2 separate regions of the Triticum aestivum genome follow, and region 1 is linked to region 2. Evidence: chromatin contacts called from public Hi-C data. All regions are on one chromosome and are shown on one strand. Each heading gives the region's core, a stretch centred on a gene start, on an enhancer-like site or on the middle of the called end of the contact. The rest is flanking DNA. Distances are from core to core; before and after follow the strand shown. Region 1 holds the start of LOC123061750 (protein IQ-DOMAIN 6). Region 2 holds the start of LOC123061749 (mitochondrial carrier protein CoAc1).

Region 1 (4,472 bases), core at 525-3,024, 430 kb after region 2:
GTTATGGGATGGAACGTAATAGGTCGGACCCATCCAGAAAAACCATTCTCGCGTTTGGCTCGTCATAGAAACCGGAACCCACCAGTTCCCAGGAACGGCATATTCGCCCATTATCCCGAACCGGGCCGTTCCTCGAAAACGAGCGGACCACGCGGAACGCCTCTCTGCCCCGACTCTGATCCTCTCCCTCGTCTCTCTCCGCCTCGGTGCACCGCCAGCCGCCACCCCTCGTCTCTCTCCCCGTCTGATCTGCGACGCCGTCGGCCACTCTCGCGTCTCGCCCTCTCCGGCGCCGCCACTCCCTCCCCAATCTTGCGCGCGCCGCCACTAGCAGCCCACCGCACGCGGCGTGGATCGCCACCTCCTCGTGTTGGTGCTTCTTGCCGTCGCGCTCGCGGCCCTCTCACTCGTTTTCTTCAGCCGAGCAGGGAGACCAGGCAGCCCTCTCAGTCGTCTTCTTCAGCCGGTCGAGCGCACCTGAAGTGCCCATCTTCGGTCGCCGCGAGCTCGCGCACGTCGTTCTTCTGGTTCTGGTTTCCCTCATCTCTCTTGGTGCGGCAGCGGCGTGCGGGGCCGGTGGCCGGCTGGGCAGCGACAGGCGGCATACATTATACATGCACTAGGCAACGACTCAGCTGCGCAGCAAACAACAGTAGGCAGCAGCGACTAACAACAGTTCCAGTATTATTACAATGCAACCTCTGATTATCACTCGTCACATTCGCCGTCCATTGATTTTTCCAATCCTGTGATGTTGGCAGAACCATGAGTTGTGGCTACCTGAACTCTTGATTTGTTCTGCACCGCAACGTCTAATGCACCGTTCTCTGAATCAGTTTAATGAGATGAACAATTCTATTCCATTTCATATCTCAAACCAAACACCAAAACGTAATCGTTCCATTCCTCACAATTGCTCCTACCAAACATAAAGACGGAACCAACCCGTTCTGGTGGAATGGAACCATTACATTCCGTTCCACTTCGTTCTCGAACCAAACACACCCCAAGAAGCTCACTTGTTAGTTAGAGAAGGAGTTAGTAAGGAACTATGTAGTTTTTGGCCGAGCAATCCGCCTGACTGTATTCTGCATGTATTATCCGATGAAATCCCAGGTGTAGGATGATTAATAAAGGTTGATGATGATTCTAAAAAAAAAAAGAGTAGCACGGGGTGTTCCCACTTGTTACTCGTGGTCACAGGCTTCAATGCGCTTCATCAATTGTATACTCCTCCAAAAAAACCAAGGAAATAAAAGTTGTATTTTTTGTACTACTGTACTCCAACTCAAAGAGAAAAGAGAAAAGTTTATACCAAAATAAAATTTCAAGACACGATTCATTTTCTTTCTGAAGCTTCTACACACGATTTCGAGTTCCGTACGCGGGCCGCGCCTCGTCATCGCGAAGGCGAAAGCAGCCACGAGTTCAAACTCACAAGCCCGGGCGTTCCTCCAACGGTCCGGGTCCCGACACGCACCTCCGGCCAAGGCTGACGCTCTGGCCCACACGGCAGCGTCCCCGGCCCGTCGTCCCTCGCCCGAGCCTTCCTTCTTTCGCGAAGCCCCAGACACGGCCGCTGCAGAAAGCGTCCGCGTGACGGCGTCCGCCGCGAATGCCGCGCCTCTTTGTCGCTCCGCAGCGAGGGACCACGCGCCAGCGTCCGAGACGGCCACGAGTGGGCCCGACATCGCGGGCCCCGTTTCACCCCGGCCCGCTTTCCCGGCTCCGGGCTCATCCCCCATTTCAAAATTTGAACCGCCCCGAACGGCTCTCCCTGCCCCGCGCTGCACAGCCTCGTAAACCGTTTCCGAATTAAGCGCACGTCGCCCAACAAGTCAAATCCTCCCGTTTGGCCGTTCCCCATTCACGGACTAGCGCCCGCTCTTCTCACTTCCAGAGATAACGCGAGAGACCATTGCCTCTGCGGAGCGTGGATCGATCGATGGGCGCGTCGGGGAAGTGGATCAAGACGCTGGTCGGGCTCAAGACGGCGGCGGCGGAGAAGGAGAGGCACGCCGGGGGGAAGGGCCGGAAGTGGAGCCGCCTCTGGCGGAGCTCGTCGGGCGGGCAGAGGGGCGCCGCGTCGGCGGCCGCCTCGGAGGTCTCCGAGACGTCCTCCGCCGCCGCCGACGCGCTCAGCTCCGTCGTCGCGGCCGTGGTGCGCGCGCCGCCCAGGGACTTCCGCGTCATCAGGCAGGAGTGGGCGGCCGTCCGCATCCAGACCGCCTTCCGCGGCTTCCTGGTAGGTCGCTCGCGTCGCGCCCTCGATCCGATTCCGGCGGCAAAGTTTCAGCTTCTTCAGCGTCGCGTTTCCCTTGGGTGCTCGTGCAGGCCAGGAGGGCGCTGAGGGCGCTGCGGGGCATCGTGCGGCTGCAGGCGCTGGTGCGCGGCCGCCGCGTGCGCAAGCAGCTGGCCGTCACGGTCAAGTGCATGCAGGCGCTCGTCAGGGTGCAGGCGCGTGCGAGGGACCGGCGCACGCGGCTGTCGGCTGACGGCCGAGACTCGCAGGATACGCTCGACGACCACAGCAGCCACGCGGATCCCGTCAAGGAAGCAGAGGTATATACTTTGGTTCAAGGATTAATTATGTTGTACTCCGTAGTATGATATTTATATATGCACTGTGCTTGGTCTGCTTGTGCAAATAGATACCATACTGTCAGAAAGTAAAATTAGGTATTGTATACTTAATCAGTTGATGTGATGTGCTACTTTCTGTTCTTCTGAAACGAATGTGATGTGTTACTTTCACTAGACAGAGACTTGCTGCGGTTGCGGTAGGATTGCCCTCTTCATGATGAAAGATTGATATGACCATATGGACATTTATCTCCCTTTATTTTAAGCAATGATTTGAGATAATGTTTTCTGTTGACCATGATCGTCCGAGTGAGTCATTATAGTGCGCACTGGGCAGTGGCATTGTTTGGTGTGCCTTCCTTGGGAGATGCTACCAATAATGCATCTTTGAAAGTTGTTCTTGCCATGTCAGGCTTGCCGACTTGTGTTGTTTCAGTGTATTACCTACTAGCACAATTAGCATATAGTCCTCCACAATCCTATTCTTAATAGTCATATGATGCTGCTGCAAATGATAAGAGAGTATTGGATGATCCTGCTGATGTTTCCATGTTTGGCTGGCATTGTTCACATTGCAGACAGGATGGTGTGATAGCCAAGGAACTGTTGATGATGTCAGATCAAAGATACACATGAGACGTGAGGGCGCAATCAAGAGAGAAAGGGCAATTGCGTATGCTCTTTCTCACCAGGTACATCCTGCTCAAATATTCTGGGCACATAAACAAGTTCTTCATCCTGTTTGACATTTTTTTTAGAAAAAAAAAATTCTTCATCCTGTTTGACATGATGTCGTGTTTCTTTTTGCAGCGGAACCCAAACCACAATGGAAGACCTAGCTCTCCTGCTGTTTCTCTTAAGAATCATGGGACTAACAGGAGCAATCAGTGGAGCTATTTGGACGGGTGGATGACAACAAAACCTTGGGAGAGTCGCCTTATGGAGCAATCACATAGCGAACAGACCAACTCACGTTGTTCAGAGAGTATCGACGAGATGAACGAAGTCAGCTCAAAACTTTCTGAAGCAAGCTCAGTCAAGATCAGAAGAAACAATGTCACAACTAGGGTGTCAGCAAAGCCTCCTTCCGTAATCGCGGTATGCGACGAGAGTGCTCCGTCAACATCTTCAGTCACTCAGATGACTGGCAACCATTTCGCGACATCAGAAAGGAGATCTGATTGTGGCCAGGGTGGTGCACCGAGCTATATGGGCTTGACCAAATCAGCCAAGGCAAGGCTGAGTGGTTCTTCTAGCACTCACAAGCCACCACTTCAAAGACAAGGCTCTGCTGACACACACAATTACAGCAGGGGGGCATTCTCTTCAATAGATGTTCAAAGCACCGCTGGCTCCGAGGTTTCTGTTACCTCAAAGAGGTTGAACGGTTTAACTCTGAAGGGTCGAGGCACTAGAAGAAGCATGGACAAGGAGAACGATGATCAATCTAATTCCTTCTTTTAGGACGTGAACCCTACTTATTATTTGTTCCCGTATTAGCGGTCTAGTGCTAACATGTAAGTATTTTGTCAGTTCAATGCCTCATTGCTTATTCTGATATCCATATTTATGGTGTACAAATGTGAAACCAGCCAACGGTCGAACCTGTTCTGTCTGTTGCATTACAAAATCTCCGGGGTTTAACTGCAGTTAGGCTGGATGGTTAGTGGTTATTGCTAGTTCGGCTGAATTGCCAGAAATGAATTGATGGTAATTGAGTACTGAACAACAGAAGTAATCTGAGTGTATATTTATTTGGAGACTAATCATCTACTCCTTGCTTTGCTCTACTCACAAGATGTGGAGTGTATATCTCCTTACTGCAAACTGCAGCAATTTTGAATTGTATACATTGACTTCATAACCACTGAGATTTGTCTGAACCAAAT
Region 2 (4,784 bases), core at 522-3,021:
TTACCTTATCAAACCAATTTGATACTGAGTACTAAGATTGTGCTCTACGATTGAGTATGAATATGTAAGCACAGGAGTACACAGTAATACAACAACAACAAAACCTGCTAAAATGTGAGCACACAGTACAATACCTGGAATGCAAGCTTGGTCCTAGCCAAGTCCAAGGGATAAGTGCACAAGACTGCAGTCCCGCCTGATGCTGAGCCTGCTAAAAGATCTACCACAGGTCCTGTGCCAAGTGTAGGGCAGTTACCCAAGATCCAACACCTGTATCGCTCATACGCCATATAATGTAATGCAGCATAAGGAACAATTCTTAACACACTGGCACCATTTCCCCTGAAGTAGTACCAAGACATGGTTAGCTAAACATATTATATGCATCTTCTGTAATAGTAGTATACAAGTAATGACTTGAATTGCAACATACTTGTAAAATCCCAAGACACCATCATGTTTTCTCAGTTTATTCAAGGATTTCAGAACTCCGAGAGACCTGAACTCATTTGTTCTAGTCTGCAGAATCAGAAAGTAAGAATGTGTTAGCAATCATAATCATTTAGAAACTTATAACTTGAATGAGAACATCTAAACCTCCCAAAATAGTATCATGCGCAAATTAGGCACGCAAAACTAATGAAGCAGCTGGTAGCTACTGCCACATCTTGCATACACAAGACCAATGGAAACAGACACTATATCAATCCTATGGAAGTGGAACTTGGTAACCGTCACATCAACAATAGCCTTCTTTACCAAATGGCACCACAAGTTGCATGGAGAAGATCTCATAATGCTGAGAAAATCTCTCATGACCATATCCCAGCAACGCAGCCCTCCAAAATCTCTCATGCTTAATGGAACAACGTTAATAGACCTAGGCATGCTTATGGTACAGAATGTAGAAGCGCCTATAGCACAGCCTCACATCTGCAAGTCTGCAACTGCCAGGCGTGCCATGTAAATCGGTTTCACTAAAACAGAGCTAATGTTCTATGTCAACAGAACTGATGCACAAAGGCACACTTGCGCATCAGTTTCATTGACATGGAACTCGTGTCGAGGGACGTCCAGTCACATTCAATCACAGGCTTAGGAGAGGCGTGTCCTTCTCAATATTAAGGAGCGTGTTATCACATTCACGGGCTTCAAAATCGCCTTTCGACTAACAACAATCTTGACGTTGACATATCATGCCTAAAGCCGCATACCCACGAAAACTCCATGAACAAAATCTCTATCATCCATGTGGGCGGAGGAGCAGAACGAACCTGTAGCAATATCTTGAGGCGCTCGAGCGGCGCGATGGCGGTCTTGGAGAAAGCACCGGCGACCCCGCCGGCAATCATCTCCTTGGCGAAGACGGGCATGAGGTCGAGCGCGCAGAGGTCGACCCGGGCCGCCGCCACGGCAGCCGAGCCCTGCGAGGGGGTACCCATGCCGACGGCGCGCTCCTTTCATCCAAATCAAGCACCCCCAGCGCGAAGAATATCCTCCTGGGGCGCCGGCCCGAAGGATCCCGCCGGTCGGGTCACTTGCGCGGCGGTCCGGTCAGGCCAGCCCGGCCTTGCGGCCCACGACTCCTCCGCCGCCGCCGGATTTGACCGAGGCGACGACCTGCTTCCCACGGCCACGGGGGTCGATTTGCGGTTTGCTCTGGCTCCTTTTTTGGAGATTTATATAATAATAAAAATGAATGTTGAGGATGGAGGGGGGGATGTGCAGGGCGTGGCGTGGTGGCGGTGGCCGAAGGGGCGATGAGTAATATGCGGGAGAATCTTCGCGGCCAAACCTTAAATATCAACGCCGGTTGCCAGGAAAGCAGGTTTGCTGCTTTGGTTCGCGTGTGGCGCCCTACTACCCGTGCGTGGAAATGTCTGGCGAGTCTTGTTCCGAAACGTGCAGTCCAAGGAGTCGTACACGCGAAGAGTCCAAATTGCACTTCTCCTTTTTGAGAATCCGTCTATGGTTCGGTGGAAACATATCCGATTGGGAAAATATAAATACGGAAACCAACATTTGCTAGAAACCCATAAAAAAAAGTTTCAAACATGTTACGGGATGTGAGTTATAAAAAAGACGAAATCAGCATTGAAAAATGTCATACAGTAACGTCACTATTCATTGCTGAATTTATCTTTTTTGTAGCTCGCATCCGTAATGTGTTTTCACTTAAAATTTCACATGACAATATAACACCATCCTCTTAACATCCCATATTTTTCGAAAAAAATTAAAACTTTCAAACATGGTTTTCACAGAGTTTTCATTGGATGTTGGTTCCCGTATGATATTCTCTCTATCCGATTGTACAGTGAAAAACGGATATTTTCAAATAATACTTTTAATAATTTTGAAAAATAATACATCGTTTTCAAATGTTACGAAAATAATACAGCGTCGAATTAGGTTGAGCCGACTGGATCCGGTTGGCCATGGCGTAGCCGATTAGAATCCAGTTGGCTTAACCTAAGCCGACTAGGATCCCCTCGTCCATGCGGCAGCCGATAGGGCCCGCTCGTCCACGCGGCAGCCGACCAGTGGCCGGACCACGTCACTCGGCCTAGCTGGCCACCAGTCGGCCACGCCTTAGATGATAGCCCAATCGACTTCGGCTTAGTCGAAAGGTGGCCACTTAGCCATCGGGTCGGCCCTCTTTCTCTCTTCTTCCTCTCTCTTCCTCCTGTCTTTTTCTCCTCTCAATAACCGAAGCGCCTCAATTTAATACTTCTTTGTGAGTCGATTGTTTGCCCGATTTCCATCGTAGTTTCAGTCTAGAGGATTGGGGGAGGCAAGGGAAACCTCGATCTCGTGATTGGATAGCTCATGGTGGTCTTGGTGATGGTTTTTGTGGTGGTGGTATGGTGGTGCTCCGGTGAGAGAAGTCTGTCGGACCCGTGGGATTGGGGGTACCCAGGCCCGTCTACCTACGGCCCAGGAAGCGGCGCGTGACGTGGGCCCAGAATGGCCCACCTTCAAGTTTCACGAGCAAGGCCCTCGCCTCGTGAGGCGCACGTCAGCAAGTACCCTCCGGAGCTCCCCAAGTCCCTGACGCAAGGTACCTTCTGAAGCTGCCTCCGAGACCCCTCGCGGGGCGGATATGTATCCATGGAGATGCATAGCAACGAGAGGGGAGAGTGTGTCTACGTACTCTCGTAGACCGTAGGCGGAAGCGTTTATTAACGCGGTTGATGTAGTCGAATTTCTTCGCGATCCAACCGATCGAGTACCGAACGTACGGCACCTCCGCGTTCAGCACACGTTCAGCTCGCTGACGTCCTCGCATTCTTGATCCAGCAAGACGGGCGAAGTAGTGGATGAGTTTCGACAGCACGACGGCGTGGTGACGGTGGCGGTGATGCTATCTCTGCAGGGTTTCGCCCAAGCACTCCGAAAATATGATCGAGGGACGAACCTGTGGAGGGGATGCCACACACGGCTAAGAGATTGTCGTCAGCTTTGTGTGGCATCCCCTCCCACATATATATAGGTGGGGGGAAGAGGGGTGATTGCGGCTTGAACTACGTCCCCAAAGAGGAAGGGATGATGTAGCACATCGACGGTAGGTATTTCCCTCAGTGATGAGACCAAGGTTATCGAACCGATAGGAGAATCACGCAACACTACGTAAACAGTACCTACACATAATGAACAAATACTTACGACCCAACGTGCTAAAGGGTTTGTCAATCCCTTTCGGGTTACGGTGCCAGAAATTGTCGAGTTGACGGGATAAAAATATGATAGACTAGATAAATTGATTACGAATAAATGCAAAATAAAATAAAGTGCAGTAAGGTATTTCTGGGTTTTTGGATTAATAGATCTGAAAATAAAAGTGAATAAAAATAGATCTTGAAGGTAAATATAATAAAGAAGAGATCCGGGGGCCGTAGATTTCACTAGTGGCTTCTCTCGAGAAAAATAGCATACGGTGGGTAAACAAATTACTGTTGGGCAATTGATAGAACTTTAAATAATCATGATGATATTCAGGAAATGATCATTATATAGGCATCATGTCCAAAATTAGTAGACCGACTCCTACGTGCATCTACTACTATTACTCCATACATCGACCGCTATCCAGCATGCATCTAGTGTATTAAGTTCATGGAAAAATGGACTAGATAAACGGATCTTTACCTCCGGACCAATCCAGAGCTCCTCGTCATGTCCGTGATCTCATCCGGGACTCCGAACAACATTCGGTCACCAACTCATATAACACTATATCGTCAACGAACGTTAAGCATGCGGATCCTACGGGTTCGAGAACTATGTAGACATGACCGAGACACCTCTTCGGTCAATAACCAATAGCATAACATGGATGCCCATATTGGGTCCTACATATTCTACGAAGTTCTTTATCAGCCGATCCTTATGACAACATACATAATTCTCTTTGTCCATCGGTATGTTACTTGCCCGAGATTCGATCGTCGGTATCTTCATACCTAGTTCAATCTTGTTACCTGCAAGTCTCTTTACTCGTTCTGTAATACATAATCTTGTAACCAACTCCTTAGTCACTTTGCTTGCAAGGCTTCTTATGATGTGTATTATCGAGAGGGCCCAGAGATACCTCTCCGATACAGGGAGTGACAAATCCTAATCTCGATATATGCCAACTCAACAAACACCTTCGAAGATACCTATAGAGCATCTTGATGATCACCCAGTTATGTTATGATGTTTGATAGCACACAAGGTATTCCTCCATTATCCAGGAGTTGCATAATCTCATAGTCGAAGGAATATGTATTTGACATTAAGAA

The links. Hi-C and Micro-C count contacts between places; a contact is called where the count stands out from the background.
Region 1: a contact with region 2 is called in a Hi-C map of leaf, with 6 times the contacts expected there. The contact joins the promoter of LOC123061750 here to the promoter of LOC123061749 in region 2. A contact is called at or near these places in 2 of 5 Hi-C or Micro-C datasets (both in leaf).

What each region holds. Positions count from the first base shown.
Region 1 is chr3A:482,738,807-482,743,278 of IWGSC CS RefSeq v2.1, forward strand. LOC123061750 (protein IQ-DOMAIN 6) reads left to right here and starts at 1,775. Exons shown (of 4, transcript XM_044484999.1): 1 at 1,775-2,245; 2 at 2,335-2,562; 3 at 3,162-3,275; 4 at 3,394-4,304. The coding sequence starts at 1,946. The coding sequence ends at 4,047.
Region 2 is chr3A:482,310,520-482,315,303 of IWGSC CS RefSeq v2.1, forward strand. It overlaps LOC123061749 (mitochondrial carrier protein CoAc1), which reads right to left and starts at 1,772. Exons shown (of 7, transcript XM_044484998.1): 1 at 1,275-1,772; 2 at 434-519; 3 at 135-342. The coding sequence starts at 1,442.